Linked DNA regions of Mus musculus: regions 1 and 3 are each linked to region 2. The links are chromatin contacts, called in public Hi-C and HiChIP or PLAC-seq maps. All regions are on one chromosome and are shown on one strand. The core of a region is the stretch at or near the end of the contact, and the rest is flanking DNA. Distances in the headings are between cores, read along the strand shown.

What was found. A called contact is a pair of places that touch in the nucleus more often than the background predicts. HiChIP or PLAC-seq counts read pairs in DNA pulled down with a chosen protein or histone mark.
Region 1: a Hi-C map of embryonic stem cells shows a contact between it and region 2, with 2.8 times the contacts expected there. The contact joins the enhancer-like site here to the promoter of Dppa2 in region 2. A contact is called at or near these places in 1 of 39 promoter capture datasets (embryonic stem cells), 1 of 484 Hi-C or Micro-C datasets (embryonic stem cells), 2 of 115 datasets of contacts at active chromatin or transcription factors (both in embryonic stem cells) and 2 of 9 other capture datasets (embryonic stem cells and liver).
Region 3: an H3K27ac HiChIP or PLAC-seq map of embryonic stem cells shows a contact between it and region 2, with 20 read pairs. The contact joins the enhancer-like site here to the promoter of Dppa2 in region 2. A contact is called at or near these places in 6 of 39 promoter capture datasets (cranial neural crest, embryonic stem cells and hippocampal neurons), 5 of 484 Hi-C or Micro-C datasets (all in embryonic stem cells), 11 of 115 datasets of contacts at active chromatin or transcription factors (all in embryonic stem cells) and 1 of 9 other capture datasets (pancreatic islet).

Annotation. Positions count from the first base shown.
Region 1 is chr16:48,627,654-48,631,334 of GRCm38.p6, forward strand. It overlaps Morc1 (microrchidia 1), which reads left to right. Exons shown (of 27, transcript NM_010816.1): 27 at 3,052-3,252. The coding sequence ends at 3,159. Among named protein-coding and RNA genes, the nearest start is that of Gm41458, 16 kb to the left of the region's middle. Within about 2 kb of position 2,163, at least 9 of the 459 cell types and tissues checked have an H3K27ac peak or open chromatin away from gene starts, as enhancers often do. A contact at or near this core is called in embryonic stem cells, where this site is marked.
Region 2 is chr16:48,307,612-48,311,577 of GRCm38.p6, forward strand. Dppa2 (developmental pluripotency associated 2) reads left to right here and starts at 2,663. Exons shown (of 7, transcript NM_028615.1): 1 at 2,663-2,928; 2 at 3,964-3,966. The coding sequence starts at 2,896.
Region 3 is chr16:48,604,322-48,608,508 of GRCm38.p6, forward strand. The region is part of intron 20 of Morc1 (microrchidia 1); the gene reads left to right. The region is part of intron 1 of Gm41458 (a long non-coding RNA gene); the gene reads right to left. Among named protein-coding and RNA genes, the nearest start is that of Gm41458, 7.4 kb to the right of the region's middle. Within about 2 kb of position 2,205, at least 16 of the 459 cell types and tissues checked have an H3K27ac peak or open chromatin away from gene starts, as enhancers often do. A contact at or near this core is called in embryonic stem cells, where this site is marked.

The sequences.
Region 1 (3,681 bases), core at 913-3,412, 320 kb after region 2:
AGACCGAGCAGTCTGGTCTGTCTAACCATACACTGTTACAATAAATTAACTTTCAAGGCATACATTAGAATTTTTCTGCACCTCTTTCTCCAAGGAAACACTAGAATCTTGGCTTGTACCATGAGTTGATGAAAATACCTGGACAAAAGGAGCTTATGAGAGAAAAGAGTGTGTTTTGGTTTACAGTTCAAGGATGTGGTCTATCATGAAAGTCAGAGCTCAGGAGCTTGAAGCTGGCCACATTGCACCTGCAGTCAAGGATAGAAAGCAATGAATATATTCTACTACTTAGGCCCTTTATCCTCTTACATTGTCCAGACCCACAGTGCACACAGTTGGAGCGTCTGTCTACCTCATTTAACACAGTCAAGATAACCTTCCATAGGCATGCCCAGAGCCCTATTAACTAAGTAATTCTAGATCCAATCAATCAGTCTCTCAATAACATGTGTCCAATAGATAATAATTTCCAACTTTTTCAGGAAGTGAAATATTTTAATGCAATTTTATTTTATATAAAAATAAAAATAAAATTTTCTTAATCTCAGAGGGAGGAGTTAAAGCAAAACAAAAGCCAGGGAAACATCATAAATCTAAATTATTGTCACTTTTGCTTGAATGCTTCCATGATGAATTAAGTAATGGGTACTGGTCCATCTTCTTTTATTGGTATACTTTCACTGTACATAGTGATGAGTTTTATAAATACATTTTCTTTCTAGTATATTGTTGGGAACAAAATAAAAAAGGGGTAACCTGGGGCCCTGGGGAATAACGGAAAGGAAAAGATGCCCACACCCCGCCAGAGTTTCCCTATTCTCTGGTCAGTCAGGTGTGGGAGGGCTACTATCTACCCTATCTACTCATCCCTAGGTGGGCATTCCTCTATCCGACTCTTCAGGGGGTAGTCAAGAGGCAGCCCTGCCTGGGGACCCCCCCCCCCCCAGCTACTTTGCTAAAGCTACCAGGGTTGTGGGAGAGAGGGAAGAGGAAAGAAGTTCCCAACACTGACCAGAGTACGCAGTGGAACTTGAAGGAGCAGAACAGAGACTCTATGGTTTTAGAGCTTTATTATAGAAATGCAGGGGAAAGAGAGAAGGTAGAAAGGAGGAAGAGAGAGAGAGAGAAAAGAAGAAAGAGAAAGGAAAGAGGAGAGAGAAGTGACATAAGAGAGAGGTGAGAGGACAAAGGAATAAGCGAGCGAGGTGGGGGCTGAGCACCCCTTTCTAAGGTCTTCACTGTTGCTAGGTAACTGGGGAGGAGTTTAGCCTGAAGGTCAGAAGCTTGGGCCATTGTTTACTTGACTACTGACCATGCTTCTCTTGTGGGGACTGTGGGAGATGGTACCTTAGGCAGGGGCTGGAGTTCCAGGAGCATGAGGGAACCCCTACCATGTCATGTAGGTGAATTATGACCATCGGGGTTCAGACCTCAGCTCGACTGGAGACCAGCCTGCAATTTCCCACAGTATATCATGCCCCTTTCCCATGTCCCTCTAGACCTATAAAGAGTGGCCCAGTTTCTAGATAGCACATAGGAATCTTGGTTATATCAAAAACTTAAATATAGTAGCCAAAGCTGTAAAGGCTTTCTGTGGATTCTAGAAATATATGGAGAAATCAGAGTCAAAACTGAGTTTAAGGAGCCTGTGGTATTTTAGATTTAAGTCATGAGCTAAGTCTTCCTGAGCGTCGCACACTGTGAGAAGGCAGGGACCGACCTTATGGAAAACTTGGAGAATTGGGGTGGCTTTATCCTTGAAGGGGCTGGAAAAGAGACAGGCAAATCTGCCATATATCACGACAGAGTTGAATCCAGCCTGCCTGGGTTTCTGTCTGTAAGGGTTCATGATTCGATGAAGAATGATACCCTGACTCAAATAGTATGTAAATGCAAGAGTGTTTTATTCAGCAGAAATCCAGCATGTTGGGGTCTCCCATTACCAAGACAGAGACACCCAAGTGAGCTTGCTGGCCTAAAATGTGATTTAAAGCACATTAGGGAATTCCAGGGCAGGTGACCTCTGTGTTAATCTGTTGCATTCATCTCTACGGATATTCCATTGTGTGTGTGTGTGTGTGTGTGTGTGTGTGTGTGTGTGAGGGTGTTGGGGGTAGGGAAGCTGGGAACGTACTGTGGAGGGAACCATTACTGAGGAAGTAGCTGAGGAAGTCTGGAAACTGCTTCAGGCCAGGTGGCTGGGACACTCCATTACCTGGTCATGACGTTGGAGCCTGGGCTTTTTTTTTTTTTTTTTTTTTTTTTCTATTAGTAATTGACTTGCCTGGGCTTGCCTGGACTTGCGAAGTGTTTAGGCCTCGTCTCCTTAACTGCCAATTTGAAGTCTGTCATGGAATCAGCTTAGCCTTCTCATGTCTTAAGTTGTGAACATGCTGAAGTGCGTGAGTTCATTTTCTCTAATATCCTCATCTTCAGCTTCACCAAGAATTCTTTCTCTATCGAGTAAAAACGAGACACACAAAAAGTACTTCACACAAGCTCAGGTGGCAGTCCCCACTCCTCCATTCACCCAGGAAGAGCTATGGAGAGGGTGGGGGACTTGAGCCATGAGGACCTTCGCCTCCGGTGGTAGGGGGCTTCTCCCCCACTATCCAGCCCAATCTCCTGTTCCCCAAGCCCAGATGGAAAGGGGTTTTAGCTGCCAGACGGAGAAATCCCTCTTCATTTTGGTGATCCGGTAAGTGATTAAGAGGCTACATTATTAAAGAGCAAAAAGATAATTTATGCTAAATGATTTCACACATAGTAATTGTATTTGGGCTTTGTCAGCACTACCACTTCAGCCAATTCTTGAAAGAGGAAAACTCTGACTTCCACTGAAGAAGAAAACAGTATTCAAATCCTTAACCACTTGTAAACGTAAAATAAGATGAAATGAGAGAAAACATTTGCAAAGGTAAGAGTATTAATCAGACGGGGTGTAGGGTTGCTGCTTCATGAATCACCACGGTGACTGCAGGAGGCTTCCAGAGTGACAGGAATAACAGCTGAGCCTCTCCTCCTGGAGTGACTGTGGCTTCTCTCTTCCAGGGTGGTCCAGCAGGAGACCCGCAGCAGATTGATGCTTACTTAGAAGATTTGCTTAAAGAAGATCGGCTCCCGACCGCTTTACATGAAAAGTCTCCAGAGTCAGCGTAAGCAAAAGATACAGAACCCTGAGAGGGTATCTCAGAAGTCAGAAAAGATGTTTTTTCTTAAAACCACTAATAAAGAAAACTGGAAAATCCTTTTAGAAAACATTTCCTTTTGATTGCTATTGTAAAATTTAGCCTGATTCTTATTTTTTTTTTTCTGTTATCGTTTGCTATACATCCATTCCCTTATTTCTTAATTCTTCCAATTCTATAGGAAGCAATTTCTAGAGTTTTCTACTTTCCCTCTGAGGTCTAGAGAAAAAGAAACTGCCACTTAAGCTTAAATTTTGCTTGATTTGGACCTTGATATGTTTTTTTATACTAATTTCATTATTTAGGTGGAGTGAAATAACCTTTGTAAGTATGACATGCATATGTTATACACATGTTAAGAATTGTATTTTTACGCTGGGCGTGGTGTTGCATGCCTTTAATCTCAGCACTCGGGAGGCAGAGGCAGAGGCAGAGGCAGGTGGATTTCTGAGTTTGAGGCCAGCCTGGTCTACAAAGTGAGATCCAGGACAGC
Region 2 (3,966 bases), core at 1,413-3,912:
ATTGAATAAATAAAAGAAAAATTTTTGTTAGGGTTTTGTTTGGTTGGTTGGTTTTTGGTTTTTCTTTTTTCTTTTTTTTTTTTAAATTATTTATTTATTTTATGTGAGTACACTGTAGCTGTCTTCAGACACACCAGAAGAGGGCATCAGATCCCATTACAGATGGTTGTGAGCCACCATGTGGTTGCTGGGAATTGAACTCAGGACCTCTGGAAGAGCAGTCAGTGCTCTTAACTGCTGAGCCACCTCTCCATCCCGGTTTTTGGTTTTTCGAGACAGGGTTTCACTGTAGCCCTGACTGTCCTGGAACTCACTTTGTAGACCAGGCTGGCCTCAAACTCAGAAATCTGCCTACCTCTGCCTCCCAAGTGCTGGGATTAAAGGCATGCGCCACCACTGTCTGACTTTGTTTGTTTTTGAGACAAGGTCTCAGCTGTAGCCAACAGGATAACCCTGACTGGGCTACATAACTTGGTGGGGTGGCCCAGAAAAGTGTCAAACTCAGGGTTCTGCTGGCCTCTGCCTCCTGCCTGAATGCTAAAGCGAAGGACAGGTGACATCATGCCTCACTGGTTTATTATTATTTTTTAAACAAGAAGACAAAGAAAATTTGAGTGTTTGTCTTTATTTCCACTGCCCAGTCACATTAACCCAGGCATTTCGTATGTTCCCTGGTTGTCTGTCCTGCCCTGTGTGTGCTGATGTAGTGCCCTAGAAGGGGATCATACAGCTTTAATGTTATACACCTGGCTAAACTATTTATTTTGTGTGTCTCAGACAGGTCTCACTGTGTATTCTCGGCTGATCTGGAACTCTACGGATAGACCAGGCTACAGTCTACTTTGGTTTTGCAAGCACCGAGCTTAAACGTGTGTACCACCACACCCAACCTTAGAGAAAAGTCGTTTGTCTTTTTTTTTTAATTTATTTATTTATGCATATGAGTACACTGTAGCTGTACTGATGGTTGTGAGCCATCATATGGTTTGCTGGGAATGAAGGTTGCTCGATGCTCTGGTCTGCACCGCTCGCTAAAGATTTACTTATTGTATCTGAGTACACTGTAGCTGTCACCAAAGAGGGCATCAAATCTCATTGTGGTTGCTGGGATTTGAACTCAGGACCTTCTGAAGAGCAGTCAGTGCTTTTAACCGCTGAGCCATCTCTCCAGCCCCATTGTTTGTCTTTTTTTTTTTTTTTTTTGGTTTGTTTGTTTGTTTGTTTTCGAGACAGGGTTTCTCTGTGTAGCCCTGGCTGTCCTGGAGCTCACTTTGTAGATCAGGCTGACCTCGAACTCAGAAATCCGCCTGCCTCTGCCTCCGGAGTGCTGGGATTAAAGGTGTGCGCCACCATACCCGGCTTGTTTGTCTTTTAAATTCCAATTTAAACTTAATTTTACATATAGATGTTTTCCTGTGTGTATGCACAAATGGACCATCAGAAAGTCTCACTCAGAAAGAACTCTAGCATGTGAAAGGGGTGGTGATCTCTGTACTTGGGAGGTTGAGGCAAAAGCATGGTCAACAGTTCAAGGACAGCTGGGCGTGGTGGCGCACGCCTTTAGTCCCAGCACTCCGGAGTCAGAAGCAGGCGGATTTCTGAGTTCAAGGCCAGCCTGGTCTACAGAGTGAGTTCCAAGACAGCCAGGACTACAAAGAGAAACCCTGTCTCGAAAAAACAAAACAAACAAAAAATTCAAGGACAACCTGGGCTTTGTCTCAAATACCACAAACCTTAGGCAACTAGGTTCCCTTTCTTAATCATCCAAAGCAGGAATATAGACCCATGTGGGAATGAGGAGTCCTTACTTGTCCATAACTCCCTGGACATTATTCAATTTCTCTCCCACAAAGGCGGAGCAAGGGTTATTTGCTATTATTGGCCTACTTCTAGAACCAGTGTTACTAGACTGTCAAGAAACACCTGAGGGAATCATGGAAATACAGATTCCTGGGACACACCCTCAAAGAAGTGATTCAGGAGATAGGTACAGCTTGGTAATTTAGATTTCCAGACAATTCCTCAATAAATTAAAGATTACTTTTTCTTTTTTCTTTTTCTTTTCTTTCTTTGGTTTTTCAAGACAGGATTTCTCTGTATAGCCTTGGCTGTCCTGAAACTCACCCTGTTGACGACCAGGCTGGCCTCGAACTCAGAAATCCACCTGCCTCTGCCTCCCAAATGCTGGGATTAAAGGCGTGTGCTACTGTTTCCCCGGCCTGGCAAGATTACTTTTTTTTTTTTTTTTTTAGGCTGTCCTTTCTTTCTTTCTTTCTTTCTTTCTTTCTTTCTTTCTTTCTATTATTTTATTTACTTATTTATTTGTTTTTTTAGACACTCTGTAACACAGAAGGAGTGGAAAGGTTTGTTTTTCATTATTTCTAGGTCTCTTGTCTCTCTTGTCATGTCTTGCCCTGGATTTAAAACGTCCAATTTGAAGGTTTAAGCTTCCATCTTTCCTGGCTCAGCCTCCCCGGCACTGGGATCACTAGCATGCGCCACCCTGAGGGAGGGTCCTCCTGTGTCTTCCAGTCAGAACTCTAGGTCATGACCCTCCTGCTGCTATTTCTGCATCCGGAGCACTGAGGTTATAAACATTTACCAGGAGGACAAAGCTCGAGACTAATTTTATTTATTTATTTATTTATTTATTTATTTTTTAAAGGAGAAGGTGTGGCTGGCTTTTGATTTACTTAAGAACTCAGCTTTTTGCTATCAATTATCTACTGAGACCCAGAGAACTGATAAAATCACGTCAAAGAGAAGAGGGTGGAGAGAGGAGGAGGGGGAAGAGCTTAATTGGGCCACAGGAAGACAGGAAGCAGTCATTTACTTATAAAAGAAGTCGGCATTCATTCAGCGGCTGCCTTTGTCTTCTTCCAAGCCTGCCTGAAAATGTCATACTTCGGCCTGGAGACTTTCAACGAGGTAAGAGAATTGATTCTCTAAGAGAATTGGTTTTCTCTTGGGAGTTCTTTTTCACTCTAGGGCTCCTGTCTGGCTTCCGAGGAACTGCGTGGGTTTAAGGCCTCAATCTTGGAACCCTCTCTGCTTGATACTCCACTCCCCCCCCCCCACCCCCACCCCCACACACACGTTTGACACTATGTATTTCCTGGGAGTAAAATGAAACTGTTTCCTTGCTAAAGGAGTAAATCGTCTCAGACTAGGAAGGCTGAAGCTAGGATTAAAATCTACCGAGAAGGTGAGCTGAAATTAAGTGGAAATTTTTGATAATTTACATTTAAAAAACAAAGTAGCCATTTTTCCCCCTAAGGAGAAGTAACCAGTTCCCAATACCTCTAATGCCTAGTTGGTGGGTTTCCCCATCTCGGATTGTGTGATTCTGGGCCAGGTAAGGACCACTAGCCTGTCAATATTGCTTTTAGGCCTCACCATGTTCGTTTCGTTTGGTTTTTGTTCTTGTTTTTTTGTTTTGTTTGTTTTGGCTTTTGTTGTTACCGTTGTTTGTTTTGTGGTTGTTATTTGGTTTTTCGAGACTGGGTTTCACTGGCTCTCCTGGAACTTGTTCCATAGATTAAGCTGGCCTAGATCTGCCTGCCTCTGCCTCCTAAGTGCTGGGATTGAAGGCCTTTGTCATTAGTCCCCACCCCTAACCCCCAGCTCAGTGTTTTTTATGGTAACAGAAGTGGATTTGTGTCTGGGGAACTTTGATAAGGCGCTATACAAATGGAAAAAGAAATCCTTATTTCTAGTTTGGAAGTATTGGTGTTGAGATTTCCATAGGAGAAGGAAGGGGAGGGGACCAAATCTTCAGGAACTTCCTCCAGGAGGTGTCACTCTCTAGTTGATGCCTTGCTTTTCTGAGCGTTTAGAAAGCCCTTCCACAGTGGTTTGGTAGTTCCCAGCCGCCTGCTTCCTGAGGTTATCTTCTTTATTTCAACACTAAGACTCTGATGGTAAATGAATTCAGCAGAAACCCCTCACTGCTTCTCTTTGCAGAAC
Region 3 (4,187 bases), core at 955-3,454, 300 kb after region 2:
CCGAAGAGACACTGTGTCTAGCCTTTAAACCCTGCATTTTGCACAAAGCCAGTCTGGTTGAGTCAGACTTTCTGAGTTGAGTTGCTGTTTTGTTGCCTCCACAGTGACCACTCTGGCCAGCATCATCTCTTCTAGAGCAACTACAGAAGCCTCATTAAGAATCTTAATATTCGTCGGGCAGTGGTGGCGCACGCCTTTAATCCCAGCACTTGGGAGGCAGAGGCAGGTGGATCTTTGAGTTTGAGACCAGCCTGGTCTACAGAGTGAGTTCCAGGACAGCCAGGGCTACACAGAGAAACCCTGTCTCGAAAACAAAACAAAACCAAACAAAACAAAACACCAACCAAACAAAAAATCTTAATATTCTTCTTGGCCTCCACCAGTCTTAAAACCATGAATGTCTCACTTGAAGTCTAAGTTGTCTTAAGCGCTTCTCCTACCCTGACTTTTCTAATAATTCCTCATTCTCAGACAAAACTCAATGTCCTTGCTGTGGCTCCAGTACTCCAGATGAACTGAGCCGGGCTGTGACAAGCATAACAGATATATGTGTGTAGGGAGTCTGTAGACGAGACAATAAGGCTCCTTTTGGCACACAGAAATCCCATTTTTACAGGTCCCTGAGTAATTCTGCATCTTTGGAGTTTTTAAAAAAATATTATTATTATTAGATATTTTCTTCATTTACATTTCGTATGCTATCTAGCCCCTTTCTAGTTTCCTCTCTGAAAATCCCCTATCACCTTTCCACATCTGCTCCCCAACATGTCTCCTCATTCCTTTCCTTGCCTTCCAACACTCTAGTAAGTACTAATTGAACAAAAATAGAAAAATGGAACATGATATCAGGTACCGAAAGTTCTGTAAAAGCAAAACAAAACAAAACAAAACAAAACAAAACAGGCAAGAAGAAAAGAGTGTAAACCCAAGCTTTCCTTTGTGGTTTCTAATTCCTGGACTTCATTTTGCACAGACCCTACCACTATTATCAAAGAGCACACATGTCTATTCAAGATTTTGTATGCTGTTAACTATTGACCTAGATATTGGGGATCTGGCAGAGGGAACGTTGTGATGGCAGCACTCACTCCTTGTTCTAAGCTAAGCATGGGCTTTGACATGCATAACAGATGTGTGTGTGTGTGTGTGTGTGTGTGTATAGGGAGTCTTTAGACGAGGCAATAAGGGAGTGGCTCCTTTTGGCAGACAGAAAACCCATTTTTACAGGTCCCTGAGAAATTGTGCAGGGGAGCTTCTGCCAGCATTCCTAGTCCAGCTGGAGCTGAGCCAAGACCGTCATTTTGGGGTTTTTCACTGCTTTGGGGGAACTGGGGTTCCAGTTGCACCTGATATGTAGGGGCAGGATCTGATGGGACATAAGATGGCTAAGTGAATACGTTGCATGGTAGGTGGTTCTACATGCTCAGGAGGAACCGAGGCAAGGGGAAGGGCTAGGCACATCTTTGTTGGTTGTGTATATTTGGATGGTAATTTTAGGTAAGGTGTTCAAGTAGCTCAGAGACGGCAGCAGTGAATGGAGGCAAGAAAAAAAGGATGGATCCAGGAGTAAAACCAAGTCACCAGACAGAGAGAGCCAAAGACCCCTGAGATCCAAGGGCGGCTGACATATTAACGGAGGTGGGGAGTGTGGGGGGTGTGTGAGGAGGTGGCTGCAAAGCAGAAACAGAAGAAAAGGGGCAGAGAACATAGACCAGCTAGGTCGGCTATGCAAGGTCTTATGTTCCTCTTGCTCATCTGTTAGGTTTTCTTTGCAGAATTGGTTGTCACCTGATATTGAGTATGTATTGTTTTGCTTATTAAAGATCTTTCGCATACATTAGAAAATAGGCTGCAAACCGCAGGACTTTGAACTTCACACCACATTAGGGCTTGATTGCACTACAAACTCACCTTTAATGGAAAACTGAACGTGTGAAGGGGAGGGGCCTGTAACAACACACTATCTATGAAGAGGAAAAAAACAGCCTGTTGAATTGACAGAAGGCTATTTACTTATCTGATAGCTTTCTTAAGTCCTTGACAATAATGTGCACCCAGCGGGGGCAAAGGCACCAAGGAAGAGAAGGAAAGAAACCTAATGATGCCATCCAGTTCCCAAGTTTCCTGGCAACATTTAAATCAGGTGTTGCACAGCTGGTTACCCGTGCTGCTCTCCAACATAGTCCGGGCTTATAGGTCTTCTGACAGAGAGACTTTACAAAGTGAGCAGGTGATCCTGTAACTGGCTCGCCTGCCCAGCAGGAATAAACACATTCTGAAGAGACTCTTTTCTTCCCCCTCTAGACCATCAGAAAGGATGAACTCCGGGAAATTTGAACTTCCCTAGGAATCTCCTGCTAAGAGGGGAAATGGTTAAAGCCTAGAAGAAATCTCCTGAGAGAACTCTCTGCTCTTGGAGAAAGATTTAAAATTCTTCAGAGAACCTTGAAGGAAAGACTCAGGGCTGACCCAGCAGGAGGCAGGGTACTGTACCTTGCTGGAGTGTTTAGTTAGTTCATGCTTCCTGTTTTAAAGCCTACCCTTAGTCAGGAACCCAGAGATGGGCTTGGGGTGTGACCAGATCTCTTTGTTCCCCTTCATAATGTGGCTGGCTAAAGGAGTAAATCTCCTTTTTATCCTTTGTTTTGTTTTACTTTTTACTTTTAATTTGGCCTTTTGTTCTTTTTTTTTTTTTTTTATTCTCCCTTTCTCCCAGCCTCCTCTGTTCTTGTTCATTTTTTGTTTTTTGTTTTTTGTTTTTTTTTTTTTGAGGCAAGCTCTCACTATGTAGCCTTAGACCAGGCTGGCCTTGAGTGCTTTCAGAATCTCTTCCCTGTGCCGTAAGTGGAATGCTGGTTTTAAAGGCATGCCCCAGCACCCTTAGCCTAATTTGGCCTTTTTTAGGTGGCTTACTGAAAAGGACAGGTGCTCTAACCTAGGAAGAAAAATACATTTTTGGGTGTCAACTGTCTACAGCAAGTGAACCCCAAGTGGAGAGGAAAGATGGCCATTCTGGCTGCTGCCTGAGTCTTTATTCTCCAGGGACACTTTCCTCTTTTTTTCTTTTCTTTTTTCTTTTCTTTTTTTTTTTTCTCTGTATAGCCCTGGCTGTCCTGGACCTCACTCTGTAGACCAGGCTGGCCTCGAACTCAGAAATCTGCCTGCCTCTGCCTCCTGAGTGCTGGGATTAAAGGCGTGCGCCACCACACCCGGCTGAGAGTTTTTTTAAAAGGCAGATTTGATGGACAAAATAGGCGGGATTACAGGGTCAGAACATAACCATAAGTTAGTCATAATGACATCCTGAAACAAAAACATGACTGCAAAGTGGCCAGAATAAAGTCGTTATAACAACCTTCTGAAGCAGTGGGGGTAGGGTCGCAAGATGATTTTGAAACAAGAACATGGCTGCCATTTCCTGGAACACACAGTGCAGAACTGTTTGTAGTTAAGGTTCTAAGTGGGATATAGCCCAATCTTTGAAAAACAGAGGTTTAATCATAAACAGAAATGAATCTAGTTTGTCTGTACTATGAGATGGCTTTCCAGCCTAAGATGGAGGCAGGCTAGTTCATCAATGAAATCATGACTGGCCATTTTTGCAATTGGAGGCTCCTCAGGGAAAGCACATTTCATGATAAATATTGACATGTGTCGGTGTTGAGATGTTCTAATTTTAGTTAGTTGCAGAGACACAATACATTATGTTGTATGTAATGTCTTACAGTTCAGTATCTTAATATCTAAATATGTTACAGGAGGTTCTCGGTTTCTTTTGAGGTGCTTAGTCTTAACGTGGGAATTTGGAAATAGGACTCAGAAAGAAACTTGAGGGCCACTTAGTTTGAGAGAAAGCAAAACAATTAGCCTTGGAAGTAGAGTTTGTAGAATGCTCCGGGGAGGAACAGAAGTCTTCAGAGTATGGACGAAAATGCCCAATGTCAGCACAGCCATCCTTGGGATTTTAGATCCACGGAAAAAACAGAATAAGGGAGATGTTAGGGTTTTGTTGCAGCTGCCGCTACTTGTTTTTGTGCTGTTTTCCTTGGGGCTCAAGAGAATAGTCCAAGCTTACCAGTAAAGATTGCAGATAGCTGCATTATGGGAAGGACAGCTACTGAGTACTAAGGACTTAGAAGTTGCCTCCCCAGGCCTGAGCAATAAAATTCAGATTCTATTCATGTGGA